Regions from separate parts of the Ovis aries genome. Here region 2 is linked to region 1. A link is a contact called in public Hi-C data. All regions are on one chromosome and are shown on one strand. The core of a region is the stretch at or near the end of the contact, and the rest is flanking DNA. Distances in the headings are between cores, read along the strand shown.

Evidence for each region. Hi-C and Micro-C count contacts between places; a contact is called where the count stands out from the background.
Region 2: a contact with region 1 is called in a Hi-C map of liver, with 1.5 times the contacts expected there. The contact joins the promoter of ITGB5 here to the enhancer-like site in region 1. A contact is called at or near these places in 4 of 16 Hi-C or Micro-C datasets (hypothalamus, liver, muscle and 1 more).

Annotation. Positions count from the first base shown.
Region 1 is chr1:190,114,536-190,119,470 of ARS-UI_Ramb_v3.0, forward strand. The region is part of intron 5 of ITGB5 (integrin subunit beta 5); the gene reads right to left. Among named protein-coding and RNA genes, the nearest start is that of ITGB5, 50 kb to the right of the region's middle. Within about 2 kb of position 2,021, at least 7 of the 54 cell types and tissues checked have an H3K27ac peak or open chromatin away from gene starts, as enhancers often do. A contact at or near this core is called in hypothalamus and liver, where this site is marked.
Region 2 is chr1:190,164,146-190,169,080 of ARS-UI_Ramb_v3.0, forward strand. ITGB5 (integrin subunit beta 5) reads right to left here and starts at 2,631. Exons shown (of 15, transcript XM_027956587.3): 1 at 2,160-2,631. The coding sequence starts at 2,229. It overlaps LOC121816566 (a long non-coding RNA gene), which reads left to right and starts at 2,774. Exons shown (of 2, transcript XR_009601396.1): 1 at 2,774-3,646; 2 at 3,765-4,935.

The DNA of each region.
Region 1 (4,935 bases), core at 771-3,270:
CTAACGCCCAGCGGCTCTCCTGCGACCTGTAGGCCAGCCACCAGGTTCCACCTCCCAGGTGAGACTCCAGCGCAGCCAAGGTGGAGAACCCCATGCTGAGGTCCTGTCGCCAACCCCACAGCGATCCTCTCATCTTGTTCCCTCGCCTCTCTGCTGCCAACCAGGGCCTCCCTCGAGCTCTCCTGCCCTTGGTGACCTGGACGTTACACTGTCCAGTGCCCCATTCCCCTCCGGCTGCTTGCAGACTCCACTTCCTCTCCAGGCACTGGATGAGGGCAAAGGTAACACTGTCCTCTGAGGAGATTTACCCAAGTTCTGTACATCTGCTTGAACAGCACACAATTACGTCCCTCCCCAACCCCCGCCCGCCACCGACCTCCTTCTGGAGTTTCAGTCCCCGGTCTACATTAAATGCCAGATGTGTCTGCCATCACCTAAAACTCAACTTCTCCAGAGTTGAGGCACCTTCTTCCCCATTTCTGACAAAGGGACCATCAAATGTCTTATCTAGAAAACTTGGAAGTGTCTCTTTCATCCTACCTTCCTGGTCCCCCAACAGCACCTGTCCAGTCCCGAACTGTCCATTCTGTCTTATAATCCATTCCCATGACCTGCGTTGAGCCAGAGCCTCTGGGCAGTGCAGCATGTCACCCTCTTTTTCCTAAGCCCACGCTGTGTGAGAAGCCCAGGTCCCAGGCCCACCCCTCTCCCGGCCACCAGCGTGCATCCTGCCCCCCGAGGGTGACGTATTCTGTGACTCACGTTTACTGCAGCTGTTCCACGTGAGTCACACATGTGCACAGGAGACCATGCTATGTGAAAAGCAGCAATCCACAGACTCCAGACACACGTGATAGGAGTCATGAGTTGGGGGTACCTGTCACCAAGCCCAGAATCTCTGCCCAGGTCGCAGGAGGCAAGCCCTCTGGTTTTCTGGGTACTGAACAGTCTACTCTGTGCTGGGGCTGGAGATGACTTTACCAGTTGGAAGCTCAGTGGAGAAATTACCAACACTCTGCTCTGTCCTTAAAAAGCAGCAGCAATCTAGAGCTTAGAGAAGAGACAAAGGGCTATGGGGCCCAAAACAACAAAGAGCATTGCGCCTGGCACACACTTTGTGCTCAGTGAGGAATGAGCCGTAAGTGGACACATGAACAAGATCAGGGCTGTGCAACAAGAAACCTCCCTCACAATGTCTGGGAGTCTTCAATCACATCACTCCCTATTCCACCAACTATTTAATATGCTTTGGAATCCAACAAACATCTTCTTTTAATCATATAAATATGGGAAGCATTAAGGGGCTAATTTAATTGAAAAATGTTGCACCCAATCACCTGTTATACACTGGGATCTGAGAAAACGAATGGGGATTGCAGAAAAATCCCCATTGTACTGGATCCCCCAGTACAAGCTGCAGGAGCGGGGAGGGAGGGTGGGCGGCAGCGGGATGGTTAGTGGGAGCCCCGGGCAGCCAGGCCTGGAATGGGGGGACCTGGGACCTTGAAATGGTGAAGAGGGAGCAGCAGTTCATACAAAGGGGAAGCAGAGTGGAGAACGGAACACTCGGTCTCAGCCTTTGAGAAAATAAATAGAAACTGGATCCTCCCAAGAGTGAAGACAAACTTGCAGGCTTGTTCACCTCCAACATCTGGCTCCAGGGTGGGACTGGGGAAGACATAAGGGCTAGGGAATAAGGGTGTAGTTTCTCTATCTGATAATATGAAGCTCTGGCCTATGAGGCTTTGGTTTCTGGGGCTGGAACGAGTCACAAGCAAGGGGCTACGAGGTCTGACAAAGGAGGGTCACTCAAAGGACCAACAACAGGCTTCCATCCTCCCTGTCCACTTCCAGACTGTCCCTGGGTCCCCTTGATCAGCTACCCACGTCACCTGGACTTTTGCCCACTGGGCAAGGTGGCTCCATGGGGAAGCCATCGGGAGCGGAAAGCTTTTCCGGGCATTAGCTTCAGGCTAGCTGTGCTTGGCACACAAAACGAGTGTGCAGGCAGAGTTCATAGTCACAGTGACTGAATACAAATGCAGCTTAAAAGGGTGCAGTGAGGCCCAAAGGAAACAGGCTAGAAGAGGTCACTCCAGAACAGAAGCACCGCTGGGTTACTGGGCAGAAAAGCCACTTCAGAGGAAATACCTAGCACCTGGAACTGGAAGGACCCTCAGAGGTTGGCTCAACCATGCTCTGCCCCGTACAGGGACCTTTTGTCTGGCACCCCAACCATATGGGCCTGGGGTCCCCATACAGACCCACTGTCACATCTGGCAGCCTGTTCCATGCCAAACAGAGGTCTTTGTTAGACAATTCTCCCTTGCCTTGAACACGAACCTGTTTCTCTGTGGCCACCCAGGTATGTTCCCTGAACAGCCCTCCTCCGTAGTGACGTCTGAGGTCAGGAAACACGCTTCTTCTGGTGGTGTCTCTCCTCCTAGCTAACCTTTAACCACTCCTCAGGGGTGTGGTTTCCAACCCTAGCACCATCCACTCACCCTCTGTTCTCCAGTATCAATGTCTGTCTTAAACACAGCCCCAGAAGCACATGCAGGTCCTGGGATATAGCCTGGCTGCAGAGGAAGGAGGGGCTGGGACTCTGAGTGTCTGGGTCTTCTGACAGGCTCACGGAAGCCTGAGTCCTGATGCCCACATCTCAATGACCTTCTCACACACAGACCACATCAGAGCATGGCAAGCGTGAGAGGGAGTCTCAGATATGCCCTGTGGGAGGGTGGGGGAGGGTCTGGCACATCGATCTCTAGGAACCCGGCCACAGTACTCTCTCTGATAGACACAGTTCAATATAGGGGAGGCCTTAGGTCAGGATGCCGTGTAGCTAGCAGTTTCTTCAAGGACAGAAACACCAGCTTTAATCATGGGGTTCTCTGTTCTCAACATGAGCCTATCTGAGTAAAAGCAAAGGTCACTCAAACACCTGGGTCCTCCAGCCAGGTGCTGACACAGCCACGGGCCTCAGCTGTCATGCAAGAGTCGCCAGCCACACACTCCCTCACTGCTGGGAAGGATGCACCATCTGAGAAAGTATCTCCACAGTGCTATGTGGGAGAGCCAAACAGCAGAGTCACGGTTCCCAGATGCCGGAAATTATAAATGCAAAAGGGGATGCAGAGTTCCCATCTCACAGATGGGGAAGCCAAGGGCAAAGATGCGCATCACTCCAAGGGCTGGGCTCCGGCAGCGCGCGGACCTTGGCATGGTACTTGAGGTTTCTCTAGCAAACCCAGAGGCTGCTGGAGCCTCCTTATAACTGTTTCTTGTAAACAGGAAGCTCTGCGCTCCAGAGGACAGCAGCATGTGCAGCTGTCTCTCCAGGGACAGACTTGGTCCTGGCTCTTCGCTGGTGAACTGAGTCACACGGGAAACCAAAATGCTTCCTGAGACCAGGACCCGCCCTCTTTGGAAGCACACCCCTCCCACCTCTCTGCTCCTGTGTGGGCCAAAAAGTGGCAGGCTCTCTAAGGTCAAGGTTAAGAATTCTGTCTCTGGAGCTGGCAAAGTGGGTACAGTTCCATCTCTGGCTCTGTCATTTCCAGTTGTAAGACCTTCTAATGCTACTCAACCTTTCCAGGCTTGTTTTGATCATCAAAATGGGACAATATAATATAGCATCCCTGGTGGCTCAGGTGATAAAAGCATCTGCTTGCAATGCGGGAGACACGGGTTCAATCCCTGGGTCAGGAAGATCCCCTGGAGAAGGAAATGGCAACCCACTCCAGTTCTCTTGCCTGGAAAATTCCATGGATGGAGGAGTCTCATAGGCTGCAGTCCATGGGGTCGCAAAGAGTCAGACACAACTGAGCGACATCACTTTCACTTTCTTTTCAATGGATTAGGTAAAACAAGCCCCATGAAGTACGTGGCATAGAAGCCTGGCTCTCAGCCAATGGTAATCAATAACATCATCAGCATCACAGCCTCAGGGCCAACACAGGGATGCAAAGAGACAAAGGTGATCCCTTGAAGGGATAGAACACTTAGTTAACCACTGGGTCCCCCAAGCCAGACCTTCGACAGAGTCTGTGCACTCCGCCAGCATTTTAGACTGTCAATACAGGCATCTGTCGTCCAACTGGAGAGATGCTCCCAGGGGTGGGAGCTGTGGCTTCATCACCGTGTATCTCTCACAGCAGCTAATGGGGCATCCTGCAGACAAGTAAGTGCCCAACAAATTTTCAAAGTCATAATGGAAACACTCTGTGTGTTGACCTTTCAGGCAAGCAGAGAGAGAATAGATTTGAGGGAGGAAAAGAGGATGGGAAGAAGGCAGACCTGACCAGCCAAGGCGCAGAACCCATAGCAGAGCTGAGCTTGGGGACCAAGGAGCCTCAATTCCAACGATGCACATGAGGAAAAACAAGGCTGGATTCTCCCTGATTCACTTCCCCAATCATGTGGACATTCAAGCCTATTTCCATCACTTAACAGTAAACATGCTATCAGTAGTTTGTTCCTCCTGTTTCCATCCATGCTTTGCAATGAAAAATCTTTTAAAAAAATCTGTCTGTGGTTCAACTTACAGGTGAAAATGTTGCATTTCATTCCTCAGGGAAAAGAAATCTCAGACCATGACTGAGGATTCAGACATTCATCTGCAGCCCAAGCCCTAACAACTTGCAGTAGAACATGTATAATGTAGACTCTTATGGTGAGTCCAACCTGAACTAAAGACAACATTTGTAGTATATGAGGCTGAACTATATGCATTTTCAATTTTTGTAGGAGAAACTATCAATAGTCAAATATCAAATTTCATTGATAGTAAAGTGCCCATGATTTTACATAGTTCTATTTAATGTTTACAAATAGGTTGTTCTATTTCCTTTGAGTGGATCTGCAAACTCAGATCAAATCTTGGAGGATGGGGACTTTTTATCTTTCTTTAATTTTCTTCACCATACCTGTCAC
Region 2 (4,935 bases), core at 1,381-3,880, 50 kb after region 1:
AAGGTTTTTCTGTCAAATTCTGTCCTAGTAGCAGAACACAAATTGGATAAAGTACCTGCAGTGCTTCAAGAAAAAGAGAAAACAAGGGAAGGAAGAGAAAAGAAAAGCTGTTTCAGACTTGCAGCTGGCTCAGCAACACTGGGAAACGAGGAGAAATCACACAGATATGTGTCAGTCGCTGGTAACCTTGAGAAGCTCCAGGGCATTAAGAGGAAGGTGGCCAGGTCTGGAAGCCAGTGATGGGCTTGCTCTCCCATTGTTCTGCTGATCCATGGAGCGATGGCTGAGCTCTAACACAATTCCAGGAGAAGAGACAGCACTGGAAATAAACCTCTGTGGGCTCAATGCTTTTTTCCCTACCTAAATTGTGTCATGCAGGACAAAGGGCCCTAAACCAAAAAGTTATGAGGCCTATGCACAAGGACAGTGGGCAAACCAGTTCACTATCCTGGGCTAACCCCCAAAACGGAGATCATTAAAAACAAAAATATGAAATTTGAAAAGCAGAAATCACAATGCAAATGGAAAATAACGGATTGAAAGAACTATTTGCAACTGGAAGTATTTAAGTTTGTCTCAGAACCAGGATGTCAACCTGTAAGGAAACTAAGAAATCATCTCCTTCAGCAGTTCCTACACTTCTGTATTTCACAGATTATAATTTAAAAAGAAAACAAAAAGAGAAGGTAAAATTTATATAGGATTGCCAGTTTTTTCATTTGCTCCAAACAAAAAACTACCCTATTATCACTACCAATCATTTTTTTAAGTCTTCCTAATAATAAAAAAGAATTTCAAATTAAAGGACAGTCCTTGTGAAGCAGGGGGCTGTTGGCAATAATATATTCCTGTGTATAACACAGGCTATATCCCTCTCTTTGCCCTTCCCTGGGACCCATGAGCAATGGGCACTGGTTGCCAGATGGGTGTTTGGAAAACAGTGATTCACTCCAAGCTCTGGACTGATGAAAGAAACCTGTTACAGTAATAAGTCTGAAATATCGCCTAAAAAAGTTTTTGTTTGTCTAGACCTCTCCTCTGTCTCAGACAGCAACCTTCACTGCCTTCATGTAAATGAAACTCTGCAGGGGACCGTCCTCCTTTCCCTCTAGGCCAGACACATGGTTCGGAACAGCCATCGAATTTGGGGCTTGAAAGTGAACGGAGAACCTCAACACAATTATCTCCTACCGGAAAAGAGAAAGTCTGGAGCTTCCTGCTTTTAGAGGGGACGGGGTGGGGGTAGCTCCTTCTGCCTGGCAACCCCAGCGCCAACAGAGCATCCTTCCTCAGCAGTCTCCCAACTCTGAAAACTTAAAGCAGGTAACTGAGGGTCCTCACACAGCCGCCAGCCCAGAGCAGGATCGCGCGAGTGCAACTGCACACCCCCTGCTCCAGAATCCTTCAGAATCAGGGGGAGTACGCTGCACGGGGTGTTTGTAAGCTCCGACATAAAGCCAGGCAGAAGGAAGTAGATCGCGAGATCCCAGGTAGGGCTTGGTTCCCAGGTGGGGCTGTGGTTTCGGAAGCGGGTCTCCCCTCGGGTATGCGGGTGCTTGGGGGAGGAAGGGATGTTTACATCTTTAAAGAAAGGCGGCTGGCCTAGACGGGGTGAAACTCTAGGATTCACCAGGAAACCCTGGGCATCCACGCTTGCAAAAGTCTAGCCCTCGAGAGTAGCCGTGAACCCCACGCTTTGGCTCCTGGTCACGCGCCTCCAGTTACCCCTCGCTCCCCGCGATCAGGGCACCGGCTGCATCACCCGGCGCCTCCCAGCAGCCCGGCCGCCCGGGGCCGGCCACAAGGGCCGCTTTGTGCCGGGAGTTGCAGAGTCCAGATCCCGACGCGGGGCTGACTGCGGCCCTCCCCGCGCACTGGGCGCGGGCGCTCGCGGGCTAGGTCAGCAGACGGGCAGGGCTGTTTACACAGGAAGGCTCCTCCTCGCCCGGGAGGGGACCGGGGGCCGACGACAGCCCAGCGGGGCTGCGGCGGGCCGCGCGCGGGGTGGCGCACGCAGTCTGAAAGCCCCCCCTCGGGGGTGTCCCCGAGGACGCCTCCCACCTTCAAACAATTGCCCTGGCCCCTGCCCCTCCAAGACGCCGGCGGGCGGCTCGGGGCGCCACGAAGTTTCTTTCTGCACAGCGGGCGGCGTGGCTTACCTGGGAGCCGGGGCACGAGCGCGCAAAGCCCGAGGAGGCAGGAGAACAGGAGCGCGGGGGCCCGCGGCATGGTGGGGCGCCCGGCTCAGCGGCTGCGCGGGCTGCGGACTCCGCGGGGGCGTGCGGCCGGGGAGCGGGGGCGGAGGGCCGGGGGCCTCGGCCGGACGGGAGGCGGGGGCGGCTGCTCTGGCCCGCGCCCCGCCGCCACCATCCCTCCCGCAGCCCTCGCCGCCGAGTCCCGGGGCCGCCGCTGCGCCGGCTCGCCGGCTGGGACGCCCGGGGTGTCGCCGCTCGGGACAGCCCCGGCGGGCGGTCTGGGCAGAGGCGGGACAGCAGGCTCCGCGCTGCGGCCGCGACTCTGGCTCCGCGACGCGTCCCGGGCCGAGGCTCCCCCGCGCGCCGGCAAACTCTTGCCAGTCGCCTCCACCCCTTCCCTTCCTTTCCTCGCTCCGGCCCGCCGGGCTCCACTTTCCTCCTCTCCTCACTCCTCCCCTTCTCTCCCCTTCCCGGCCCCCGCCCGGCTGCCACACGGTCCGCTGACGGCGAGGCGGGGCGGGCCGAGCTCCGCCCCTCGCGGGGACCGGCCCGAAACGCGAGGCCGAGGGCATCCAGGTGGAAGTCGCTTCCGGCGCACCTGGAGGCCGGAGCGGGGGTCTAAATCCCGGGGTGGGGTCTGCCGGGCTTTCCTAGCAGCGTGGGCCTTCGGGAAGGCGGCAGGTCACGCTCCATCCGAGAGCAGAGATTACTTGGGGTTGCTGAATTTAAGGGGGCTGGGGGAACCGTGCAGCGGCAGTCTGGTCTTCCTTCCCAAAGCAGCGCTCACCCGAGAGGCGAAGGCACCGGCGCGTGTTACCCGCCTCCGGCGCGTGTTACCGTGAGGAGAGTCGCTCCATGGGGAACGTGGGGCGTGGAGGCACACCTGAAACACACTCTCCTCTCTTTCAAGTTTTGCCCCTTAACGCGGATTTGAGATTGGTCAATATGTCGCTATTATGCGTTTCTCCTATCTCGGTACGCTGGCGGTTTCCGTAAAGAGAAACAAATTAAAAACAGATGCTCAGCCTTTCACCTTATTCTTAATATCTGAGCTGGTTCTAAAATTGACTGTAAGGGATGGGGTGGGGAGCTTCTCTTAACAGCATGTGCAAAGGGCCAGGTGGGCTTGGGCTGTGCCGCGTTGAGGGGGTTAAGACCGGAATGGTTTGTAGGCCAGAGAAGAGGCGGTCTTCACGTACAAGGAGGTAGCAGTAGAGCAGCCTAACACGTAGAGCAGAAAGAGCACACGGCTAGCCAGACGCTGAAATGTAAATACCCTGTTAACTCTTGAAATCCTCTCCCACAACTCTGCTGTTAACCAGGTGAGAAGACTGAGGCAAAGGGTTAACGTGCCAAAAGCGACAGAGCTGGATGCCTTGTCCAAAAGTTCAGAGTGCCTCTGACTAGAAGCAGAAGCAGCAAAAAAAAACAAAGTGATATGACCTTTGCAGGTCAGGAACCAGTCGGACAGATGGCTCTGGGGAGGGAGGGGGAGGGGGAGCAGTTCTAACTAACCAGATTAGGGAGTTTGGAGTTTAATTGTGCCCTCCCACCCCACATTCTACCAAGGTGGTGGCCTGATGCCAGAGGAAGTCAATTTATTCTTGTGGTACAGTGTGCATAGAAGCCAAGCTCCAAGTTCCACTTGAAAGAGGATTTCAACCATAAATTGCATGTAAATATCACTGTACTCTAAATGTTCCCAGTGTTTATTCTGATGTAAGAGTCATGCTTGTCCTTAAACTTTTTCCAGTAAAACTGGTGCTGCTGGAGCTTCTCCGGGTTTATCTCAGCTGAATGACCTTGGGGCTACTCTTATCCAAGCTTGAGAGGCAATGATTATAATTAATGGGCAGCCAGTAAAAGAGTTTGAACTGAGAGGTGTCAGTGCCGAGTGGTGATTTTCAAAGATTTGTCTGTTAAGGATGTGATGGATAGATTAGATGGAAGGAAAGTTGCAGAAATTGAGTAAGTATTGCCTTGATAAGTACAATTAAAAACTTGCATTTATCAAGCATCCTCTAAGCTTATAGCCTGTGGTGTCTGGTATGTGCACCACCTCCCCCACCCCAGCATGGCCCTTCACTGTTCAGTCCCAACACACACCCCTGTTTACCTGGACTGCACCTGGAAAGAGCTGCAACCAAATCTGCCCTCCTCCAGTCCCACCCTGGTGGTTTCCAACCTGCCCAGACCTGCCATAAACCGCTGAATCCCAAGTGATGACAACATTCTTCATGTTCCATTATCTCAGAACTAGTTTGGAGGTCGGTGCCTCTTCTAATTCCTCCCAAGCTTTTGTTTTCTGTTGTGTGGCTTTTTCTTGTCCAGTCACCCTTCATTCTTTTTATTAGCTAGAGTGGAGAAGTAAAGCTCGACATGTTAGTCTCTCAGTCATAGTCGTGTCTGACTCTTTGCTCCCCTGTGGACTATAGCCTGCCAGGCTCTTCTGTTCATGGGATTTTCCAGGCAAGAATACTGGAGTGGGTTGCCATTTCCTTCTCCAGGGAATCTTCCTGACCCAGGGGTTGAACCTGGGCAGATTCTTTACCATCTGAGGCATCAGGGAGAGTGGAAGTGCCCTTCAAATGCTTTGACTTTCTCTGAAGAACAAAATCAGCATGCACTGATGGTCCCTCTCAGGCAGGAGACGAGGCCGTGCTTCCCACAGCCACTGGAATATTAATAATTCTTGTGGCTGCCTCCACAACATCCCATTTCTGATCATTGCTGAGCTTTT